Linked DNA regions of Mus musculus: region 1 is linked to region 2. The links are chromatin contacts, called in public HiChIP or PLAC-seq maps. All regions are on one chromosome and are shown on one strand. The core of a region is the stretch at or near the end of the contact, and the rest is flanking DNA. Distances in the headings are between cores, read along the strand shown.

Evidence for each region. HiChIP or PLAC-seq counts read pairs in DNA pulled down with a chosen protein or histone mark.
Region 1: a contact with region 2 is called in an H3K27ac HiChIP or PLAC-seq map of T-cell acute lymphoblastic leukemia, with 5 times the contacts expected there. The contact joins two enhancer-like sites. A contact is called at or near these places in 5 of 484 Hi-C or Micro-C datasets (CD4 T cells, brown adipocytes, cerebral cortex and 2 more) and 3 of 115 datasets of contacts at active chromatin or transcription factors (T-cell acute lymphoblastic leukemia, extraembryonic endoderm stem cells and neural progenitor cells).

Annotation. Positions count from the first base shown.
Region 1 is chr12:91,521,470-91,527,144 of GRCm38.p6, reverse strand. All of the region lies in intron 8 of Tshr (thyroid stimulating hormone receptor), which reads right to left. Among named protein-coding and RNA genes, the nearest start is that of Gm40541, 12 kb to the left of the region's middle. Within about 2 kb of position 3,289, at least 15 of the 459 cell types and tissues checked have an H3K27ac peak or open chromatin away from gene starts, as enhancers often do. A contact at or near this core is called in T-cell acute lymphoblastic leukemia, where this site is marked.
Region 2 is chr12:91,419,206-91,425,753 of GRCm38.p6, reverse strand. The region is part of intron 1 of Tshr (thyroid stimulating hormone receptor); the gene reads right to left. Among named protein-coding and RNA genes, the nearest start is that of Tshr, 21 kb to the right of the region's middle. Within about 2 kb of position 2,438, at least 18 of the 459 cell types and tissues checked have an H3K27ac peak or open chromatin away from gene starts, as enhancers often do. A contact at or near this core is called in T-cell acute lymphoblastic leukemia, where this site is marked.

The sequences.
Region 1 (5,675 bases), core at 2,040-4,539, 100 kb before region 2:
GGAGAGGGGCCCATGAGTCCCTACCCCAACTGATGACACTGACACTGCCTGGCTTTTGGAGAGGGAGAGTGGGTCTCTTTAAGGGTGTGGCCTCTGGTAGATCTCCCCCACTCCAGAAAACTGCTCACACTTGAGAGTATTTTGGCAGCACAAATTGGACTCATTGGGTTATTTTAAAAAACAAAGGAAGAGGTGGAGGGAAAGGGGGAGGGAGGGAGAGGGAGGGAGAGGGGAGCGTTTCTGGGAAGAGGGAGAGGGAGACATGAGGAATGAATATGATCAAAATATATTTACATATGTGGGGATTTCTCAAAGAATTGATAAAAGTATTGTGCTAATGAAATGTCAGCTATGGTATCTTTTTAAAAAAAAATACTTCTTCACAAAGGAAACTTGAAATCCCTGAGCTCTTAGTAGGGAGGTATTTCGATGCTAGCATTTTGCATGAATGGGTTAGAGTGTATGATGGTTGATATGGCCTGTCAACATGACAGAATCTAAAATAACAGAGGAGATGAGTCTCTTGGCATGCCTGTGAGGAATTACTGAGATCGGGTTAAGTGAAGTAAGAAATACCCCCTTTAAAAAGAAGTGAGAAAGCCTACCATCCCGTGGGACGGGATCCTGGACTAAATAAAAAGGAGATAGCTAGTTTAGCACATACATTCATCTGTCTGCTTCCTGACTAAAGATGCAGGGGACTAGCTTGCTACCAGGCTTGCCCTGACGTGATGGACTGTGTCACCTTGGACTGTGAGCTAAAGTCACAAACAGACCCTTTCTCCTGTAAGATGCTTGCCAGGGAAGGTAACTAACACAGCAGGCCCATGTCTCCAGAGAGACACATTCAGCCAGTCCTTTCTCTTTTTCTTCCATGTTTCTCTCTTGACACAGGCCATACACATCCCCTCTAAATCCTGTGCCACAAAGGTTCTGTGCTGAGCACAATACCTCTGAGTGTCGGCTCCTGTGAGTTATCTGTCTCACTTTCCCTCTCCTCTTACCTTTCTTATTCGGGATTTGCCAGACACTGGCTCCTTTGCCCTTGTAGATTTATATACCTGAAATTCTCCTTTCTCCTCTTTCATCATCTTTCATCTGAGAAGGAAGAGGAAATATGACTGGAGGCTCAACTTATCATCTTTTAATTTTAGCCACCAGTTACTGAGCATATTGAACTGGGCACTGTAGATAAATGCTGCCAAATGCTGGGCTAGACCAGACAGTCTCCCAGCTATGCTGCTGATGGAGAAAGAATTCCCTGAAGAAAATTCCTAAACTGAAAAACTTAGGGTCATTTTAAGGTCCTTGAAGCTGTATCTTTTCTTATTTATTCCATTTTTTTTTTTTAAATTAGGCCACTTTGCAACCAGGATTTTCCTTGTGTAATTTCTTAACTACAATCAGAAATTCAGTAGACAGTTAAAGTCTACAGGTTCATTGTGTTGTGTTATGAGAGCTCATGGAGTTGCCTGTTGCATTATGGATTCTACAATGAAAAATGCTCCCAAACAGGAATCTAGCAAGAGGCACTCTCTACCATAAGCAGATGAGAACAAAGGGACTCCCAGTCAGAATTTAATGAACACGATGGATTTCTAGGTCCTGCCAGAGACAGCGTGCCCATGTGACAGCACAGAGTTCCATTTTCCTTCCACTATTGTAAGAAAAGAACTCTAAGAGAGACACAAAAAAGTCTGTATTCACTCATGTTTGCACGGGACAAACCGTGGACATAACTCTGCATACCATGTTGTGCTGATGTTTGTGGCTTATTTGTTGAAACACAAGATGATCTCAGATGGACCAACTCCTCCATCAGTTAGCTGCTCACTGCTGGGATTGTCTAGCTAATTATAGCATCATTAAGTAAAAGTTGCTGTAGAACATAACACACTAGGTTTTTTTTTTTAACCTTTACAACATTGTCCTATGCATCATCAACTCCTTTAATCATAAGTAATTGCATCAATATGAATAAAACCATCAAAACTTATGAGAGGAATAGCAATGGAGAGGCCATAATTTTTTTAAGTCAACAGTACAAGATAAAATTTGTGTAGGCATGTTTAGCAGAGTCTCATAGGCATTCATTAAAAGTAGATTTATTTGTATGTATGTACAGACATGAAATAGAGAAAGGGAAGAAACAACTGTACTGTTTGCTCTTCAGGTTCATCACTGTGGAGGGACATTGGTTAACACATATGGACTAGCTAATAAACTATGAATTTATGTGACATCTTCGAGTTGAGGACACTTCATCAGTGTTGTTTCCTGGGGTTCACGCAGCATAATTTCCTATGTTCCATTGTTTGTATCATGGTAAAAGACAAACACAAAGCCACGCTTGATTTGCACAATTAACTGTGGTAAAATTGTTCTACAAGAGGAACTTATGGATTTTTGGATTATTTTCTAGGAGGTGAAACATTATTCGAGAGCATTTAGCATAGATATAAAAGCATATATTCTGAATGAATAAATCCAGGGCAGTGGTTCCTAGGATTTTAGTAATTTTTTTCTTTATTTAAAATAAAAAACAATTCCTTTGAAGGATGATAATGGCTGTATTTTTAGTTGATTAAAGAAGAAACTAGTATGTGTCTGACTCTGAGGATCTCCCCATTTACTCTGTCACCTCTCTTCCTCCAAAAGGAAGCCTACCAGTTAGGATTCGCTCTGCAAACGATGCCTCACTAGTTAGGGTACACTCTGCAAATGATGCCATTATAGATGCATTATAGTAATGCTGCCATTATAGATGCCAACTACAGATACTTGGGTTTCCCCCACTGCAGAGCCTCATTTATTAATTAGGTCTCTCACTACTGTAGCCACCGGCATAGGAAAAAAATACTATTTTAAATCACAGCATTTAAGTCATAGCATTTTAGTGTCTTTGCTGTGACCTCGAAGGTGGGGCAGTGTCTTTAGAAGCATGAGGCACTTGGGCTGGTGCCTCAGCAACGTGGCTCCTGAGCCAGGCACTGCAACACATCTGCTTGCCTTTGGTTTGCAATGATTTCGCAGTCAGTAAGTAGAGCAGCCTATCAGATTAGTCTTCTGGTTGAATCCCTAGGACATTCCCTCCTCCAAGATGACTGCTACAGGAGTTCCTCTGAGCAACCCAGCAAGAAAGACAGGGTCCATGTGGACATGGGTTTCCGAGCTAGATTCTTGTCTCCTTTGAGGGACCTATGATTCCTTCCTTATAAGCAGCTAGGAGATACAGAAGAGCTGTCACCAAGTACCCAGGATGTGGTAAAGCCAGGGTTAAAGGTAAAGAAGGCACATGGGGAGTTGAAGAGGGCCACATCCTGTAAAGAGTTCTTTGGCTACTACTACTATCTTCACAGCCGCCCTGCAGGGGGCCTTCTTCCTCATCTGATCATTTTCTCCACGAGATGATTCTGAGGAGTCTTTTAAAGTCTGTGCTTTGAATGTGGCTTATATTTTCTTGTAGTCTTTCTCACCTACCTCTCCCCACCCCCACAGGTCCTTTAATAAGGTCTCTGTTAAACCCTAGTAACTAGAACTAGTATTTTGTTTTTCTATAGACCTCTTAAGGCTCTTCTTACATTAAGTGTAAATAGCCACTTATTTACACTTCTCTTACATTTCGTCTTAGCCTATCTAAGAGGAGAGTGGTTGTCTCTTCATTATAGCTTCTATGGAGTTCAGCAGGCATTTGACAAAATACCCAAGATAGAAGTGAACGAATGAGCTCTACCCTGACCAGTCTTGCATAGGCTGGCTCTCCTCAGGAATCGAAGAGAACAAGAGAGCATAAAGTTCTTTGGCAGAGGGTGGTGGTTAGAGCTAAAACTGACTTCCTTTAGGACCAAAATGTTACCCAGGATCACAACTCAATAAAAGAAGACAGACAACCCAACAGAAAAAGGGACACAAGATTTGAACAGACCCTTTTCAAGAGAAAAATATAAAAATGTGAGTAAGGATATTAAACGATGATTAGCATCACTAATTTCAGGGAACCACAAACCGAGACCACAATAAGATACCGTTTACACGTCCTGTAATGACTAGAATCAAACAGATGAATAGAAAAGCTAGGTGGGGTAGTGAATGCTGGAAGTTACTTGGGAGCTAACAGCAGGAGCTGTTTCAAAACTGTGTCTCTAAAAACTAAGAGCTTGGGATGTAGCTCAGAGCTTACAATGTTTGCCTAATGTATGCAAGCCCTGGGTTCAGTTTCCAGCAGTACACACACATTCTCACACAAATACACATCAATAAGAAAGAAAAAGAAAGTTGGCTGGCATGAAGTTCTCATGTATTGTTAATAGGAATAGAAAAAAAATGAGACCACCAGGGGTGGCGAGATGGCTCAGTGGTTAAGAGCATTGGCTACTTTTTCATTACCCAGCACTCACAAGGCAGCTCACAACTGTCCGTAACTCTAGTTCCAGGGGATCTGGCCCCCTCACACAGAGACATACATGCAGGCAAAAATACCCTTGTACATAAAAAGTAAATCATTTAAAAAAAAAATCAAAGATGCATCAGGATGCTAGAAAGAACTTTACCATGAGATTTCTGCTAAGACTATGACCTTGTGGTAACCACAAAAAGCACCAAAGAAAACAAAGACTTACTTTATTTAAACCAAGAGAGTTGGCAGCACCATGCCTGGGGTTTTTCAAATGCTGAACTTGAAAACAGTTGACAGCAACAAATGCTTATTTTTGTTGCTACATGTAATACAAACTCAAGGATATAAACACAAAGATTGTCTCTTCTTAAGAGGTACTTATAATAGAAATCGGGACTATTATGGTAATTATCATGAGTACGCTAAGTACTGTTAAGGTGAGTTACATAATTTAGAATCTGGAGAGTCCTGATTGTTACAGAGAGCATTACATTTCCACATATTGTGTTCTTTGCTGTTATAAACACAAAGAGCTCCTCTTTCAAAATAAAGGGGGAAGGAAAGAAGGCAGTCAAAGAATAGAAAATATAAAAATGGAAAGGGAAGATTGAGTATCTTCATGACAAAATTTAATCAATAAAAATATTATCAAATTCCCAAACTAAATTAAAAGGCCTTCTTGGGGGTGGGGTGGGGCATAAGGACGGCAGAATAGATGGTGTCCTAGATTTGTGCCTGGTGGAAATCAAATTCTTCTTTGAGAAATGACCTTGAGAAAAGATGGTACATAGGCAGGTTTGATGATATTTTGTTGACTGTTGAGAGAAAACTATTCCTTTACCAAGATACCACATGAGGCAGAAACACACATAATATAAAATCCCCCTTTCTTTGGATTTTCCAGGTTTAGCTTGTAGACCAAATGGCAACCAAGCCATGGACAGCTATTTGACACTCAATTATAGTGCATCAGCCGTTCACTGGGTATTTGCTAATTTCTGTTGTGGTGAGGGCGTTATGAAACTACAGGGCACAGTCCCTTTCCTGTGGGACCGTCAAATCTAATTAGGGGAAGACTGTGGGAAAGAAAAATGAAAAATTTGATACAACAGGTTCAAGAGAAAAATTACAGAGACATTACAGGTCATGCATACACAATTTATGAACTTCTATGCTTCTCATTTGAGAAATGATACTGTTTTTTGTTTTTGTTTTTTGTTTTTTCTCTTACTGAACTTCCAAGTGCTGGCGATTTCTTTAACTGTCCGCCTATATTTTA
Region 2 (6,548 bases), core at 1,189-3,688:
GCATAGTCTCACTTGAGATAGCTATATCAGGGTCCTTTCAGCAAAATCTTGCTGGCATATGCAATAGTGTCTGGGTTTGGTGGCTGATTATGGGATGGATCCCTGGGTGGGCTAGTATCTGGATGGTGCATCCTTTCGTCTTAGCTCTAAACTTTGTCTCTGTAACTCCTTCCATGGGTGTTTTGTTCCCTAGCCTAAGGAGGAATGAAGTATCCACACTTTGGTCTTCGTTCTTCTTGATTTTCTTGTGCTTTGCAAATTGTATCTTGGGTATTCTAAGTTTCTGGGCTAATATCCACTTATCAGTGAGTGCATATCAAGTGACTTCTTTTGTGATTGGGTTACCTCACTAAGGATGATATCCTCCAGATACATGCATTTGCCCAAGAATTTCATAAATTCATTCTTTTTAATAGCTGAGTAGTACTTCATTGTGTAAATGTATCACACTTTCAGTATCCATTCCTTTGTTGAGGGAAATCTGGGTTCTTTCCAGCTTCTGGCTATTATAAATAAGGCTGCTATGAACATAGTGGAACATGTGTCCTTATTACCAGTTGGAACATCTTCTGGGTATATGCCCAGGAGAGGTATTGTTGGATCTTCCGGTAGCTGTTCTCATTTCTTAAAAACAAAGCAAAACAACAAACAAACAAACAAACAAACAAACAAAAAACCAAAACAACTCAGGGCTTAAATGGCTGTGTTGGGATTAAGGCGTTGGGGAGAAAGATGAGTCCCATCACCTATAGGTGACAAAGCAGACTCTGCCAATCACATCGCCCCTCCCCACCCCAGTCTCAGCTCTACTCTATACAGAAAGAGAAAACCTCATTTGATGTTGTGAGCTTTAGTTTCTCTCATCTTTAATAAAAGGATTTTTAAAAAAATGCTATGTGTAGGAGTGTTTACCTGCATGTGTGTCTGCGTACTCTGTGCATGTCTGATGACCTCAGAGGTGAGAAGAAGGTATCGGTTCCAGATGGCTGTAAACCACGTGTGGGTTCCAGAAACTGCACCTAGGCCCTCAGCAAGAGCAGCGAATGCCCCTAAACACTAAGCGATCTTTTCAGTCCCAAGCTAACTTTTAAAATTAGGAGCTAAAGAGGTAAAAAGGAGTTGGGAGAAGGGGAAGTTACTATTCGTGCTTACCTCACAGGACCTTTGGAAGTGGGGACAGTAACGGTTAAATGACATGTACAGTTCAAAATACCTACAAGATGGGGTTATTTTTCTTAACCGGTGAGAACCGGCTTTTGAGTCAGAAAGTTCTCTCTAGCTTGTGTCCTTGATTGAATTCTTCACCAAGCCCTCTATTTCTTCCTCTGTAGGTGGGAACAATGAAACCTACCAGTAAGGGCTGATGTGAGGATTAACTACACCACACACATAAACACACATACACATACATACACACACAGACACACATACATACACACATGTACATAATACACATACATACATATACTCACACATACATACACGGACACAGACACATACACACACAGACACAAAAGACACCCACACAGAAGCATGCACACATAAAAACACACATGCATACACACACACACAAATGCACAGAGAGAGTAAGAAAGCAAGAGCAAGCCAGGGAGCAAGTGAGCAAGAAAGACAGGGGAAGGGGAAGGAGAGGGGGAGGGGGAGGGGATGGGGGGAGAGAGATTAGTGACTGAGGCAGGAGCCAGGATTACTATCACTACTGCATCTTTACAGTGGAAGAAACAAACTGGGTAATTTAATAATTCGACACTCCACAAACCAGTGTTGTCTTAAACAGTTTTGGAGAGAGCTTATTTTCTTTTTCTCCCCATCTCATTAACCATCCATGGATCCATAGAATCAATTTATTTAGGGTTTCGAAAAACAAGAGCCACTGAGCTGTTAAGAGAAATTTGTACGAAAGAGACTTTCCGTTCTCAAAAGATCTTAGGCGAGAGACTAGTTTCCTACTGGTGTGCAGACAGAACCCAGGCTTTCCCCAGTAAGTCTCTTGTGGGGCTCTTTCTGGATGAGCACCCGGACAACAAACAGTGAGAGCGGAGGAGAGGAGCCGTCATCGGTGGACCGAAGCCAGCAAAGCTCATGAAGGCCTTGAGCCTGTGTCTACTGTGTATTCTTAATGTATAAAAACCACAAGGTGGGGCAGGCAAGCAAGCATGGTTAGGTCAGCAGACTGTCCATTGTTTCTGCTCTTTCTCTGGGTCATTCAGCTCCAGTTATCTGAAATCACGCTTGGCGAATAGGCAGCACAAAGAGTGCCTTAAGCAAAGCACTAAATAAGTCAATAAACCACCATCTAAAAGATCGGTCTTTTCTACCTCCAACTTGAACAGCACTTCTTCCTGCAGAGAGCAGACCTGAATTCACAGAGACTTCCTGGTGCACCCAGGAAGACACTGGGGGAGCTGAGGCGTCTTCTGGGGCTCCCTCTGCTGGTTAGTTGAAGGCTTCATTTGGCAGAGCAAAGCTCTGCGGGATGCTCTCCAAATTAACAAGATATGGTCAGAGAGAGGTAGAAAATTAACAGTGATAAATCCTGGGAGTCTAGGTCATCATGTAGCCCAATAATTCATTTAAAAGTGATTCAAATCTCAGAGGAAAGAGGTGGCTTATTGGTAAAGCAAAGGCTATCAGAATGCTCAAATAAGGCTTCTGGGTTTGTTGTTGGGGCCTTGGGATTTAATTGACATTTCACAGACAGGAACAAGAATTGTTGATTCAATTTCTGCTGATGTCTTTATTTAATTCGATCCTTTTAACAGAACACTATAACTTCTTGCATAGAATGTAGGTTATTTATAAGGGCACAAAAAGTATTTTTTTTTTAACTGATGGATATTAAAGGAGAATAGACTAGAATAGAATTCTCTATTTTTTAAATAAAGAATTTAGATCAAATCAAGCAGAACCAACAAGGAACTGAGTTTTGGGATCGTTTCCTTTTAAGACTTGCACAAAGCACATAGACATTCCAGGAAATCATGTTACTTTCTCTGCAGAACATCCTACACAGGGAAATGGAAATGGATAATGTCTGATTTATATATAGACTGCTTAGCCCGAGCGAGAAGGGTCCCAGTTATCTGGCTGTGTGGTATGGATGCGATGACATCCTTTGGAGAGCAGAGAGAAGGCAGAGCAGCAGCTCCCAGAGTGAATGAGGCTGCACCTTCAGGTTGGAAATGTTTGCGAGGTGGGTGAACTGGTTCTCACCCCAGTGTCTGTGGCGAGTTGTGAATAGTGCAGCCTAATTGCAATTTATGTAGGGATAGCCTTAGCCCCTGTAACAGTTACTTTTCTGTTACTGTGATAAGACAGCATAATCAAGGCAACCTGTAGAAGGTAAGGTTTATCTGGGGGTATGGTTCCAGAGGAGTAAGAAGAGTCTGTCGCCATTACCGTGGGGGAGGTTCAGCTGCAGGCAAGCCTGGCAGCTGGGGCATTCCAATGAGAGCTCCCATCATAAGGAGCAAGCAGGGGAAAGAACCGAAAATGGCTCATGGCTTGGAAGCCTCACACCATGTTCCCACTGATAGACGTCTTCCAGGAAAGCCATACTTTCTACCCCTCCTCAAACAGTTCCACCACCGAGGGGCCAAGTATTCAAATATCAGAGCCTGTGACGGACATTCTCATTCCAACCACCACACCCACTAAATAGCCATTCCTTGCCTACTGGGCAGACCCTAGCATCCTGTAACCAGTAGATACAAACCTTTTGGGATACATTAACAAAACCATAGGTTCTGCCAACCAAGAAACTACGAGTCATCAGCCAACACGGAAAGCTCATAGGATTTTTCCACTTTGCTGTAGCCACTTCGGTTTCCACAAAGGTTATCTGAAAAGCGCCTTGTTTCATGACCTTTCCCTCCTCTCCGTTATTATAAAAACACTCCATGAACGTGCTTTGACACCAGAACATGAATTTGGCTCTTAGGCTATTGTGCTATTTTGTTATGGTCCCACATTTATTTCCCCCCAAGTCCCAGGATTCCACATGTTGACATATTGTGCCCTTACGGACTTGTGGACTGGGTCACAAGTTAGAGCTGTGGGCTGTAACCATGCTGTCGCTGTGGGATGTAGCCTTGCGGTCTTCTTGGTGTCAGTTCACTTAGAGCAGGTCCCATACCATGTGCCATCTGCTACCTGTCTACAGGCACTCCTGTCAGTTTGCAGACTGTCAAACGAACCTTTGTGAGCTCATTTGTCATCATTGGCTAACACGCCCTCTGGCAGTCACATTATCCTTTAGTTGCCCTTGCTCTGCTCTAAACTTGGCTTTTTAATGCCCCCCTCACGCTAAAGTTTATCCTTAATCCCTAGACTTTTCTTTTCCCCTCTCCTCGCTAGGATCTGCAATAAAATCCGGGAAGAGTGGCAGTGTTAACGATAAAATGAAGCATAATCTCTTCATCTGTCACTATTAATTATCTTCAAGTTTTGTTCTCCACCGACAAAATTTGTTTCTTTTCTTCCTCTTTCTAAATGGACCCAGACCTGGTTATTGAACGTCTGGACTGTGATTTTTTTTTTTTTTAAGAAAAATATTCAGGGTGTCTTGAAGTGTTACACGAGTTCTCAAGTCTGCTCTCTGAGTAGGGAAAGCTTCTTGCCTGGGGAAGGGGAATGCTCCCCCTCTCTTGAGTGTGCACTGGTGAGTAACTTTCACTAAGAGTGTGAGTTGCATAAGAGGGTAGAGAGTTACAGGCTAAAAAGATGGATTAGGAGGTGGCAGAGAGATGCAGGGGTTACAGTAAGCAGTGTGTGCTATATGCATTATGGAATTGTCAAAAAAAAAAAAGGTCAGTAAAACTATTTTTAAACTACTGGAAAGATAAAAGGATGGACTTGTTTGTATTTTATTGAGAAGTGAGAATCTATCTATCTATCTATCTATCTATCTATATATCTATCTAACTATCTCTCTATCTATTTCTTTGTAGAATAGTGTTTCTCAGCCTGTGTGTAGTGACCCTTTTGGGATTCAAATGACCCCTTCACAAGGGTAGCCTAAGACCATCAGAAAACACTTTATGATCTGTAACAGTTGCAAAGTTATAGTTATGAAGTAGCAAGGAAAATAATTTTATGGTTGGTGGTCACCACAACACGAGAAACTGTATTAAACGGTCTCAGAATTAGGAAGGTTGAGACCCATTAGTTGGACTCAAGATATAATATGAATTTGAAGCACCAGAACTTGGTGAGTTTTGAAAACCATATATGGACTTGCAAATTATTCAAGAGAGAAAAATCTAGAAACTATTCGGTCTGCATTTTAATATCATTCATAAATTTCACTATTTACTTGTGTAGTACCTTTAAACAATATCCCCCTCTAATTTGTGTTTTAGAAAGATTTATTTGCCTTTATTTTTTGTGTATGGGTGTTTTGCCTGCATGTATGTCTGTGAACCGTGTGTGTTTGGTGCCCATAGGGTTGAGAAGAGGGCATTGGATCCTCTGAAAGTAGAGCTAAAGACAATTATAGGTACGAGAAAAAGAATCCGGGTCTTCTTCAAGAGCCCCAAGCACTTTTTAATTGCTGAGACATCTCTAGTCCCCTCAGTCTTGTCCCTTAAAACAGATGCCACTCAACTTATGTTGCCAAAATCAACTCTGCCACACTTTGACAAGGATCAATCTTGGGTAACAAATGTAGAAACAGGCTTAACTTTAGGAGGCTTTATCAGACATGTTCTATCTGCAGCCTCCTCCTCTTCAGAGTCTAATAAAAGTGATCCCACAGAGCATGGACACTGTCCTTCTAAGGAGCCAGTGAAGAGCCAGAGGATGGAACCCAGGTAACCAGGGATGTAGCTTTGATCACTAGGAGACAGTGATAAAATATAAGGATAGTAAATTCCTTCCTTGGGGGCTAGCCAGGGCATGGGTTTCCATGCGGTCAATGGACAGAGGTGTGGTATTTCACATGAGTGCAGGAGACAAGAGATGTTGGATTCCTTGGAACTGGAGTAACAGGCAGTTGTTATCTGCTCAGCAGAGGTCTGGGAATTGAATTTTTGTCCTCTGTCAAAGTAGTATGCACAGTTAACTCTGGGCTGATTCTCCAGCCCCCAGATTTTTGACATATCTCAGATATACAAGATGAGAATGTTCTGGCATCCTTTCAAATAAATTCTCCCGAAAAATCTTAATAGAAAGACAAAATTAAAAAAGCTTTAGAACAGATAACTTCTGAAATAATTTCTAGTCCTTATAATAATTGCCGCGTGGGTAAATGAGTGAGAAGAGCAGTATTTTCACAGTCTGGTTGCTGGGAATGGATCTCAGGCCCTCTGGAAGAGCGGTTGGTGCTCTTAGTCGCTGAGCCATCTCTCCAGGACAAGAGCAGTATTTCCAAATAACAGGAATAACCCAGAACACAGACAGACAGACAAAAAGACAGACAGACAGACAAAAAGACAGAGACAGAGAGACAGGGATACACACACACACACACACACACACACACACACACACACCCCTCCCAAATAAATCAGAATAACCCACCACCACCAAAA